2 separate regions of the Ovis aries genome follow, and region 1 is linked to region 2. A link is a contact called in public Hi-C data. All regions are on one chromosome and are shown on one strand. The core of a region is the stretch at or near the end of the contact, and the rest is flanking DNA. Distances in the headings are between cores, read along the strand shown. Region 1 overlaps SESTD1 (SEC14 and spectrin domain containing 1). Region 2 holds the start of SESTD1 (SEC14 and spectrin domain containing 1).

Region 1 (4,998 bases), core at 184-2,683, 39 kb before region 2:
ATTGCTCAGCAATTTAAAAAGGACTGAAATATAGATACATGATACAACATGGATGAACCATAAAACATTATGCTAAAAAAAGTTATGCTAAGTGAGAGAAGCCAGACACAAAAGGTCACAAATTGTATGATTCCATTTAAATGAAATATCCAAAACAGGCAAATCCATAGAAACAAAGCAAATTAATGGTTGCCTAGATCTGGGTTAGGTATGGGGAATGACTGGCAATGGGCACAAGGATTCTTTCTTGGGGTGATGGAAATGTGAAATCAAATTGCAGTGATGATTCTCTAACTCTATTAACATATTACTGATCAGAGATGTATTACTATATCTTTTGTTACCCAAATGTTATTGACCACAGACATTTCAATATTCACTTTCATAACAAATCACCAGCCACAGGCATTAGATTCTGCAAAAAGCCTCTAGTCAAAAAATGTGTTAAAGAATCACTGAATTGCAACCTTAGAATGGGTGAATTTTATGACCATAAATTTTACTTTAATAAAGCTATCAAAAAATAATTAAAAAACCAGAATTGAACATTTTATAAATCAGGAAAATCTGAATGAAAATGATGTGCACTTCAAGTATTAAAAATTAAAACTAAAAATATGTAAGCAATTTGTTCCAGAAAGTCTATAAACTGAACTGTTTATGCTGAACAATTTATCCCCAACTTTTACTACAATTAGAATACCCTCGGAGAAGGCAATGGCACCCCACTCCAGTACTCTTGCCTGGAAAATCCCATGGACGGAGGAGCCTGGTGGGCTGCAGTCCATGAGATCGCTAAGAGTCAGGCATGACTCAGAGACTGCACTTTCGCTTTTCACTTTCATACATTGGAAAAGGAAATGGCAACCCACTCCAGTGTTCTTGCCTGGAGAATCCCAGAGACAGAGGAGCCTGGTGGGCTGCCATCTATGGGGTCGCACAGAGTCAGACACGACTGAAGCGACTTAGAAGCAGCAGCAGAATACCCTGCTATGAAAGAACTTCAGCTACAAAGACAAATTTCTTTCAACACTGTACCTTCTGGATGGTGTGAAATAAGAAAAGATTAAATGGATTAAATAGAGGGGAGAAAGGAGAGTGTAAGCAATAATACTGATACCACTTTTACTTTACAGTTGCCCAAACTATCACTTTAAGGAAACTGGCACTACAGAAGGGCATTTAGATCTGCTTTTTATTTTTAAGCTATGGGGAGATTTATAAATAATGGGCTCTTGGACTTCCCTGGTGGCGCAGTGGATAAGAATCCACCTGCCAGTGCAGGGAACATAGGTTCAATCCCTGGTCCGGGAGGATCCCTCACACTATGAAGCAGCTAAGTCCCTGTGCCGCGACTCCTGAGCCTGTGCTCTCCAGCCCACAAGCCACAGCTACTGAGCCACACGCTGCAAGTGCTGAAGCCCGTGCGCCTAAAGCCTGCGCTCTGCAGAACGAGAGGCCGCAGCAATGAGAAGCCTGAGCACTGCAGTGAAGAGGGGCGCCTGTCCGCTGCGACTGCAGAAAACAATGAAGATACAGTGCAACCGAAATAAATACATGAACACAATTTTAAAAATAAAGAATGGTCTCTTAGGGTATCTCAAAGCTTTCATACAAATATACATAAAGACATCCAAGACTGGAGTAAAGATTAAACACTTATTCCTTTCAACAGCATCATATGTCCTAAAACAAATCATCTGCTTTTGAGAAAAGTATAAAATATGCCTCTGAATTAAAACAATACTAAGACTTTTCAGCATCCCATAAAAATCAGAGGCTTAGAGGATCACTGAATGCAAATCACCTTAAAACATCACCTACACTTGAAAGGTGGAATGTGAAATTAGTTATCTGTGTATTTCCTTATGCATGCTCTGTCGTGTCCAGCTCTCTGCACCCCATGGACTGCAGTCTGCCAGGTTCCTCTGTCCATGGGACTCTACAGGCAAAAATACTGGAGTGGGTTGCCACTTACTACTCCAGGGATCTTCCCAACCCAGGGACTGATCCCATAACTCCTGCGTCTCCTTCACTGGCAGGCAGATTCTTTACCACTGAGCCACCTGGGAAGCCTAGGTATATAAGGCCCATTTCCTTATATCGCCAAATAAAATGACTAGTATTACTGAAAATGTTCTATGTGTAATAATAATCAATATTCTAGTCACTTCACCTTCACTGCTTCATTTGTAACTCAGAACTCTGAGGCCAGAATTACTGTTATTTCCATTTAACAGCTAAGGAAACTGAGGCTAAGTGAGATGAAGAGAGCTTAACCAGCCCAAGCTCATGCAGTTAACAAGCAGCAAGACTGGCATCTAAACCTAATGCTGAATCCAAGGCCTAAGTGCCATTACTTCTCATGCTCTTGTTTAACACAGTGACCTATATTATGATATGAATAAGGAGGGTCTTCAACATTTCTCAAATAGAACTGCTCATTTTTTTAGATGTAATGACAGTAAGTTTAAGTTTATTAAAAACAGTGCCTTATCTTTTATTGATGACACTTTAACATTCACAAACACAACATGACTGGGATCTGCATCAATGATGGGGAGGGGGATATGCACGGAGTAGGACTGATCACATTGACAACTGTTGGCAGTCAACAGATGACGGGTAAACAGTGGTTCATTTTACTACTCTCTCTGCTCTTACATCTTTGAAAATGTCCGAGATACAATTAAGAAAACTAAGTCTTTAAACATATCAATACTGTAAAAGAGGAAGCCACAATCCTTAACAACCTTTTTTTACATTTAGCAATATTTTCCTTATTTCAAAGTCAAGAGACAGGAAACAGGCTACCCATAATTTAAAAATTTTTTCACATATTGACCATCATATTCTAAAATTATTTATGTAGAAAGATCTAAGTATTTGGTCTCCAACTAAGACTGCTGAGGAGGAAGAGACCAATTCTGACACAGGCAATAACCGAAGATAAAGAAGGTAGGCAGGCAGAATGCCTCCTTTCACCAGGGTTGGCAGTGCAGACTTACTTCCTATCCCTATACGTGTCTCACTTTGTGACTGGAGGCATTTTTTTCAGAAGTCTCCCTCTCACTGCATCATACTGTTTTATAAGTAATGAAATTATTAAGAAAAGCAAAATTTATGTCCACAATAGGCATTCACTGTGATGGATGAACAGAATGGCTGGTCAGAAGACAGGAAGAGCTCTTTGGTGGAGACTCAATTAAGTACCATATTGTTTGACTCAGAAAAGAATGAGAGTCCAAAGGTTTTGTGTATAACATATTAACACATAAGAGCATGTTTCAAATTTAATAACAATTTGTTCTGCCTATACAGTCAATAGAGCCAAAAAACTTACTTCTGAAATCTAAAGTAGGTGTTAGCTCGGCCGTTTGAATGTGTCTACTTGTTTGCCCAGGACAAAGCCTGGCACATGACCAACACACAATAAATAACCGTTGAATAAACTCCCTTCTTACAATCCTGCCAGCTTTCTCATTTAGGTGTCACTGGGCAGAATAATTAGGAAGGAGAAGCAGCAGCAAGGGAAAAACAAGCTTAATAATTTTACCTGACAAAGCACTATGAATAGAGCATGCATTTACTCTGTAGAGAATATTAAATTACCTAGTTCAGGGATCCTTACTGAAACATCTTGGGGCCTGGCCCATCGGGATCATGAATGAAGAGAGGCATTTTATAAAGCCTTCTTTATGCTGAGCCAACTCTTAATTTTGGCTTTTAGAAATGGCTTGTTTAACTTTACCACATTTATAGTCCAAGTGAGTTTTCATTATCTATTTTCAACACTTGGGAAAAATCACTATTTAACATGAACACTTTTTCATTTTCGGAAGTTGCATCTCCACTTTAATCACAGCATTCATCATCAGCCCCTCCTCCACCTCACTTTCTCCCTTTAACATCTATAAAATACTTCCCAGTTCCTAGTTCTTTCTTGCTATATTTAAATGGCTCCTGACTTGGCACCCACATCTCACCTGGCAGATCATCTGATCTGTAGAATCCACAAAACAACCACAGAAGAAACTTCAGACTCCTCTGGATAGCCAAAGAAGAAGCTTTTGACAGCAAGTATTTCTAATAATTGAAACAATATCATGTCTGCCATCAACTAATACTATATTCTGGAAGGGAGATGATGGCAACAGCAATTAGAAAGAATACTATTTTTCTGTTGGGACACACAACATACAAAATTAATTTTTTTAAGTGAGAAGATATATCAATTATTCACTTTACAGAAAAAAGATGTAAGTTTAAAGGGGCTTTCTTAAACTGGCCACTGCATCTAGTACAAAGTTAGGCAGGAGGCAACAAAGCAGCCACTTCCCATTTTTAATGACTTCTGCACTCTGTGTGTGGAAGCCCTGAAAACAAGCAGAGGCAGCAGGGTATCATGAGCAAGAACCAGAGTCAGACTGAGCTGGGGTCAAATCCTAACTCTCCTCCTTATTAGCTGCGTGACCTTAAGCAGGTGGCTTCACCACTCACTCTGGCTTCATACCTCAAGAAGGCCCAGCTGCCATTCTGTATAGGGCGAAATCCCAGAATTCTTTCAATAAATCCCTTTTTAGCTTACATTATTACAATGGCTTCAATCCTTACAATTACAGGGACTAAAACTAAGACAATCACCCTCCTGAACTCCCTCCTAAGAGCCTCCCCACTCCCAGGAATCTCCCTTGATACCCATCAACCGAACACCAAGGCAAACTGAGGGATGCACAATCCTTTCCCCTACAAGAGGAAATACAGACAGAGAAAAAAAGCGCACTTTGCGACAGTAACAGAGGGAGTATTCTTAAATTAGTATTCTCATAAGTCCCTAAGACAATCAGCCTTGCTCACAGAAATGCAGAACCATGAGCAATCGTCATCTATATAAAACTAATACAAAATTAAATCAGAACAATTATGCTGATGAAAAATACCTCTCCAAATCAAAAACAAAGCAAAAAATGTTAATAAACATTCCAGGCTCAACTCTAT
Region 2 (4,877 bases), core at 985-3,484:
ACTTTTTTTTCAGGAGGTTATTCCTGTTGCTTGTAACAGCTATGAAAGCTCTTTGAAGTTAGATGTTACACAGATGAGTGCTATTTTTAGTAAAGTGAAACTACTAATTATGTCAGAAAAACTTTCTGCAGATTAATTTGACATTAGTTTATTTCTTCAAAAGAAAATCCTTATTAGTATCATTTGTTTTTAGGGAGTAGAGAGAGTGTCAAGGAATCTTTAGAGAGTTCATTTTAAAAACTAGGTCAAAATCCAGTATTTTGTTTTTAAATTAGTGGACTTTTAGTTTTCAGATTTACCCATGAATCAACTAAAACCCAAGTAGATGGAACTTCGCAAGCTTGATCTACCTGTTTCCATGTTCTGCATTTTGCAGTCGTATTTCTATGTCCATCACCAGGTCCTTCCAACTATTATACACAGAAATCAAAATGCTTGGTAAATTCTTTAAATGCAGCCAGTTCACTCCCTAATACTAGGGAATTTACCGAGTAGTCCCAATTTTTAAGGTTAAATTTAGTCTAGCTTGTTTGAATAAATATACAACAAAATGATTTCCTGGAATTTGGAATATAAAAACAATCTACAGAGCTGGGTAATGCTTTCTAAGTCCTTTGGGTATTTTTCATGATTGGGTATTTTTTCATGGATTTGGTCACGGGGTAAAGACAAGTCGCTAACTTTTGGCCACACAAAGTATTATGTATAAAAGCTTCCTGGTTCTAGAACAAAGAAGTATTTTATTGCTCAAAGCAAAAGGAAGATATTTTCCTTCCATTTAGTATTGTTATACTAAAATAGCATACCAATGAAACCAGCTAGGTAACAGCCCGACCCAAGGTATGTAAACAAAGATAAATTGTTCTTTACTTTGTATTCTTTCTTTGGGGGTAAAAAAATAAAAAGTTTCTCACAACTAAGAAAATAAGGTTATTTAAGCCAAAGTAAACCACACAGGTTAATATTCCCCAATATGGGGGTATTTTTGAGCGGTGATCTTAATTTGAGGGTTTGCCAACCTATGCTAGCATACACGGTGGGTTTACTTGGCACAGACAAAACGTGAAGAGACGGAAGACCTGTCAAACACTCAACAGCATTTCCAACTTCTCAGGTGATGTCTGTTTAAGAAAGATGTCAAAGCACCAAGAGGAGAACCACGGGGGCGTAGCAGCAGCTGCCATGTCCAAATGGTGCATCGCGGGGTGAAATGCCACAGAAACCCTCAAGAGCCTGCCAGACTGCGGTTCCTTTCCAATACATGTCTACCTCACATATAAAAATAAATACACATCCAGATATCCCTGCCAACCCGCTCTCCCGTCCCTTTGTGACTCCTGCAAAGGCTGGAGGGATGTTACCGGCCCGCATACCCGGGGTAAGCCAAGCCCCCACGCCTCAAGGGAGCCGTCCAGAAGGCTCCTGCAGCCCGGGGGTCTCTGGCCGGCGTCCCCCACCCGCCGGCCAGGGCCGGTCACCGGCCACACAAAGGAGCCAGCCGCGGGCGCTGGACGCGGGGACTCGCCCCGGAGCCGGCCGCCACATCTGGTGCCCGCACGCCGGGCGGACCGGACCCGCCGGAAAATAATGATCACCGCCCGTACCTGTTGCACGTTTCGGGTCCCTTTCACCCAGAAATGAACAAGGGCGCCCGGGAGGGGAGACGCGGGCCGCCCAGGCTCGGAGGGCCGCGGCCGCACCCGGCTGGCGGCGCGGAGGCAGGGGCTGCCCGCGGGACTCCCACCTCGGGCGCTTTGTCTGCGGTGGCGGCGGGGGCTGCGGCGGGAGCCAGGGGCGGGGGCCCCCCTCCCGCAGTCGCGCGGCCGCGCGGGGGTTAGCGAGCTGGGCCCGCCGCCGCCTCCTCCCGCCCACGCTCCCCGCCTGGCCCCGGGGCCTGCGCGGTCGTCCCGCCCGGGCAGCCCGGGCCGCGCGGCGGCCACACTCACCTGGCTGGCGCTGGGGGCCGGCGGCTCCGGGGCGGTGGGAAGGACGCGGGGACGCGAGTGAGGCGCGGGCGGAGGCGGAGGGCGAGGCGGGAGGAAGGCGGGCTGGGGGCGGAGCGGGCCCGGGCGGCGGTGGCTCCGGTCGCCCGTGGCAAACTGCGTCCCGGCCCCTCTGTGCGTCAGGCCAGGGGCTGCGGCGCGGGCGGCCTGGCGAGACCTCCCGGAACCCTCGGCCCGACCCGAGTCCGCGCTGCACAGCGCGCGCCCGGGGAGCGGCGGCGCGGCGACCCCGCCCGGCACGGGAAGGGGGCGGGGCCGGGAGTCCCGCTGGGGCTGGGGCTGGGGGGTTGGGGGCTGGGCGAGGCGGGGGCCTCCGAAGCCACCAGGCCCACCCGGTGATCCTTAGCGGGCGCGGAGCTCCCGCCTCCCAAGCCCACAGGCACCGTGGGGTGGTGGAAGGGCGACTGGGCCTAGAGTCGGGAAGCCTGGGCTTAAGGAAAGACACCCCCACGACCACTTGACGCCTCGCAAGTCATTTGTTGTCGCTGCCCTCATACGGAAATATGTATATGGTATCCAAGATTTTCAAAATTCTGACACTGTCATCCTAGGTTGGTTGGGATTCCTTTAGTTCCAAGTACCCACTGCCAGGAGACGACTCTCCCACACAGAGGTGTGTGATGGAGCTGAAGGCTAAGGCAGTTGGAAGGGAATGGCTTGCAGAGAGAAAGGGCTGGATTCAGGACATTTGTTTTCCTTTGGGCAGCTTTCCTTTGGGCAGTCCAGAATTTATCCACAAATGGCCCTCTGACAATGGCTACTTGCCCATCCTCACCACCCCTAGTTATTTTTCTCCAAATGTAATGACTTCAGAGTCCTTGTTCTTCCAGTTTTCTTGCGCAAATTGTTTTTATGTCATTTCCTGAATTCAGTTCAAAAGAGTCATCAGCTAATACAAGCTCAGGGCAGCCATGTGGTCCCAATCTCAGGCCTTACTTATTACTCACTGTGCCACTCACTTCAGTATCACCTAATTCCCCTGAAAAAAAAAAAAAAAAAGTACCATTTCAACAACTAGGCAACTAAATCTCTCTACTAAAGTTCTCTGATTGAAAGTCCCAAGGATTAATATTTCCTCTTACTTCTGTGACTGATAATCTGTCCGTGACTTTAGCCTCTTTGCAACCCTTTAGGTCAAGCCTTGTCAACTGTTTCTGCTTCTGTTCCTAAGGACTACTAGGAATGCTTCAAAAACAGTAAACTTCCCGCTTTAAAGTCTTTCAATGGCTTGTCACGTGGATAATCAGGCTCAAGCAATTACTGTGACATCCAAGGTCATTTATGATCTGATCCCCAGACCTTTTCCAACTCCAGCTTTAATTCCCACCACATCTTACGTTCAGGCTGTGTTTGTGCCTTTGTATGCTTTCCTCCATCTGAAATTCATCCCTCATTTAACCAGTGAACGTCTACTGTCCTTCAAGAGAATAAAGATAGTGCACCTTTTCCTCTTGGAATCTTCCCAGACATCCTGTCCTTTTTCCGCAACCACATCCTCACCCGACACACTTACACTGAATTACTCTTTCCTTTCTGCTTTCATGCAAATTTTGATCTATTCTCTACAATAATCCTTAGCGCTTTCATTTTTCCTATTGCTCTGATTGGTGGTCTTTTCTTACTAGACTGGGAATTCCTTAAAAGGGTAGAGATTTTTGTCTAGTTCTTTTTTGGCTCTTGGACAGAGCATAATACTCAGCACTAGGAAAGTTCTCTTTAAATATTTGTTCAAGTACTGATGCCACTATTCATTTCAATAAATACATGTTGAGCATCTACTCAACAAGCGGGAAATACAGTGCAATCCACAGTCCCTGCCTTCCTTACTTAACCTTCCACAGTATTCTTTCCTTTACCATATGGCATTCTCTGATTATCATTTTAAACCCTCTCCTACTACCACTCGCATTCTTTGCTTGTTTTAATAAAGCAGGATCATGCCAAACAATCTATTATAGTAAGTCACCAAACATCCCTGCCCTTCCTTTTTCCATACCCACTAGTTCCACAACAGTGAGGACCCAGTTCTTATATAAAGGACAACTATTGCAACAGGAAACACATTAGGCTATAAATGCTGGTGTTTGGGTGCTGTATTTTCCAATGACAACAGATTGAACATAGCTCAATCACTTAAATCCACTAGGCCTCACCTCTGGAGTTCCTTTGGCTTTATTCATTTTTAGTATTTTGTTAATAAGGTAAACATATCCTTCTTTATATATCTATAAAGTGAAGGGACAGCCAGATCCTTCCAAAGCAGCTGTCCAGCATATGCTTGAACTCTGAATGATAGGGAACCACTCCTATCTCACAATAGTGTTCATCTTTGAACAGCCCTGCTAGTCCCTGCTTTGAACTGAAATGTGTCTCCCTGTAAACTTGGTAGGTAACAATGGTATTAGTAGAAAACGCCACTGGATTTAAACTCCAAAGTAGTGTGGTCAGGTCCTACTTCTATAACTTCCGTCTGTTAGGTAGGTAGAATAGGGAAAAGGAGTCCAAAATGGTGGTGGCTAAAAGACAAGGAAGGGAAAAGCCCGCAAAAATAGAACAAAAGAAGGTCCGAGGACCAGAGTGAAGACTTCAGGCAGAACAAACAGCTCTCCTGGCCAAGCCCAATTTGCACAGGGCAGGCCAGGGGGAGGAAACACATAAGAGGAGCCAGAGCGCGCTCTCTCCCTTCCTCTCCCGCGTGCTTGCGCTCTTTCTCTCTCCCTCCCTCTCTCTCTCCCCCTCTCCCACGAGCTCCTCCACTCTCTTCCCTTCAGATCTTTGGGTTGGCATGCCCTCACGCTTCGAGGATGGATTCTCCTGCTATCTTCTAAATAAAATAGAGCTGTAACACTGATTTGCCTAAGAGCTATAACACGA

Evidence for each region. A called contact is a pair of places that touch in the nucleus more often than the background predicts.
Region 1: a contact with region 2 is called in a Hi-C map of hypothalamus, with 4 times the contacts expected there. The contact joins the enhancer-like site here to the promoter of SESTD1 in region 2. A contact is called at or near these places in 6 of 16 Hi-C or Micro-C datasets (hypothalamus, liver, mixed tissues and 3 more).

Annotation. Positions count from the first base shown.
Region 1 is chr2:130,902,311-130,907,308 of ARS-UI_Ramb_v3.0, reverse strand. The region is part of intron 1 of SESTD1 (SEC14 and spectrin domain containing 1); the gene reads right to left. Among named protein-coding and RNA genes, the nearest start is that of SESTD1, 38 kb to the right of the region's middle. Within about 2 kb of position 1,433, at least 6 of the 54 cell types and tissues checked have an H3K27ac peak or open chromatin away from gene starts, as enhancers often do. A contact at or near this core is called in hypothalamus, where this site is marked.
Region 2 is chr2:130,864,407-130,869,283 of ARS-UI_Ramb_v3.0, reverse strand. It overlaps SESTD1 (SEC14 and spectrin domain containing 1), which reads right to left and starts at 2,234. Exons shown (of 17, transcript XM_042243667.2): 1 at 1,947-2,234. It overlaps LOC121818694 (a long non-coding RNA gene), which reads left to right and starts at 1,307. Exons shown (of 2, transcript XR_006058730.1): 1 at 1,307-1,378.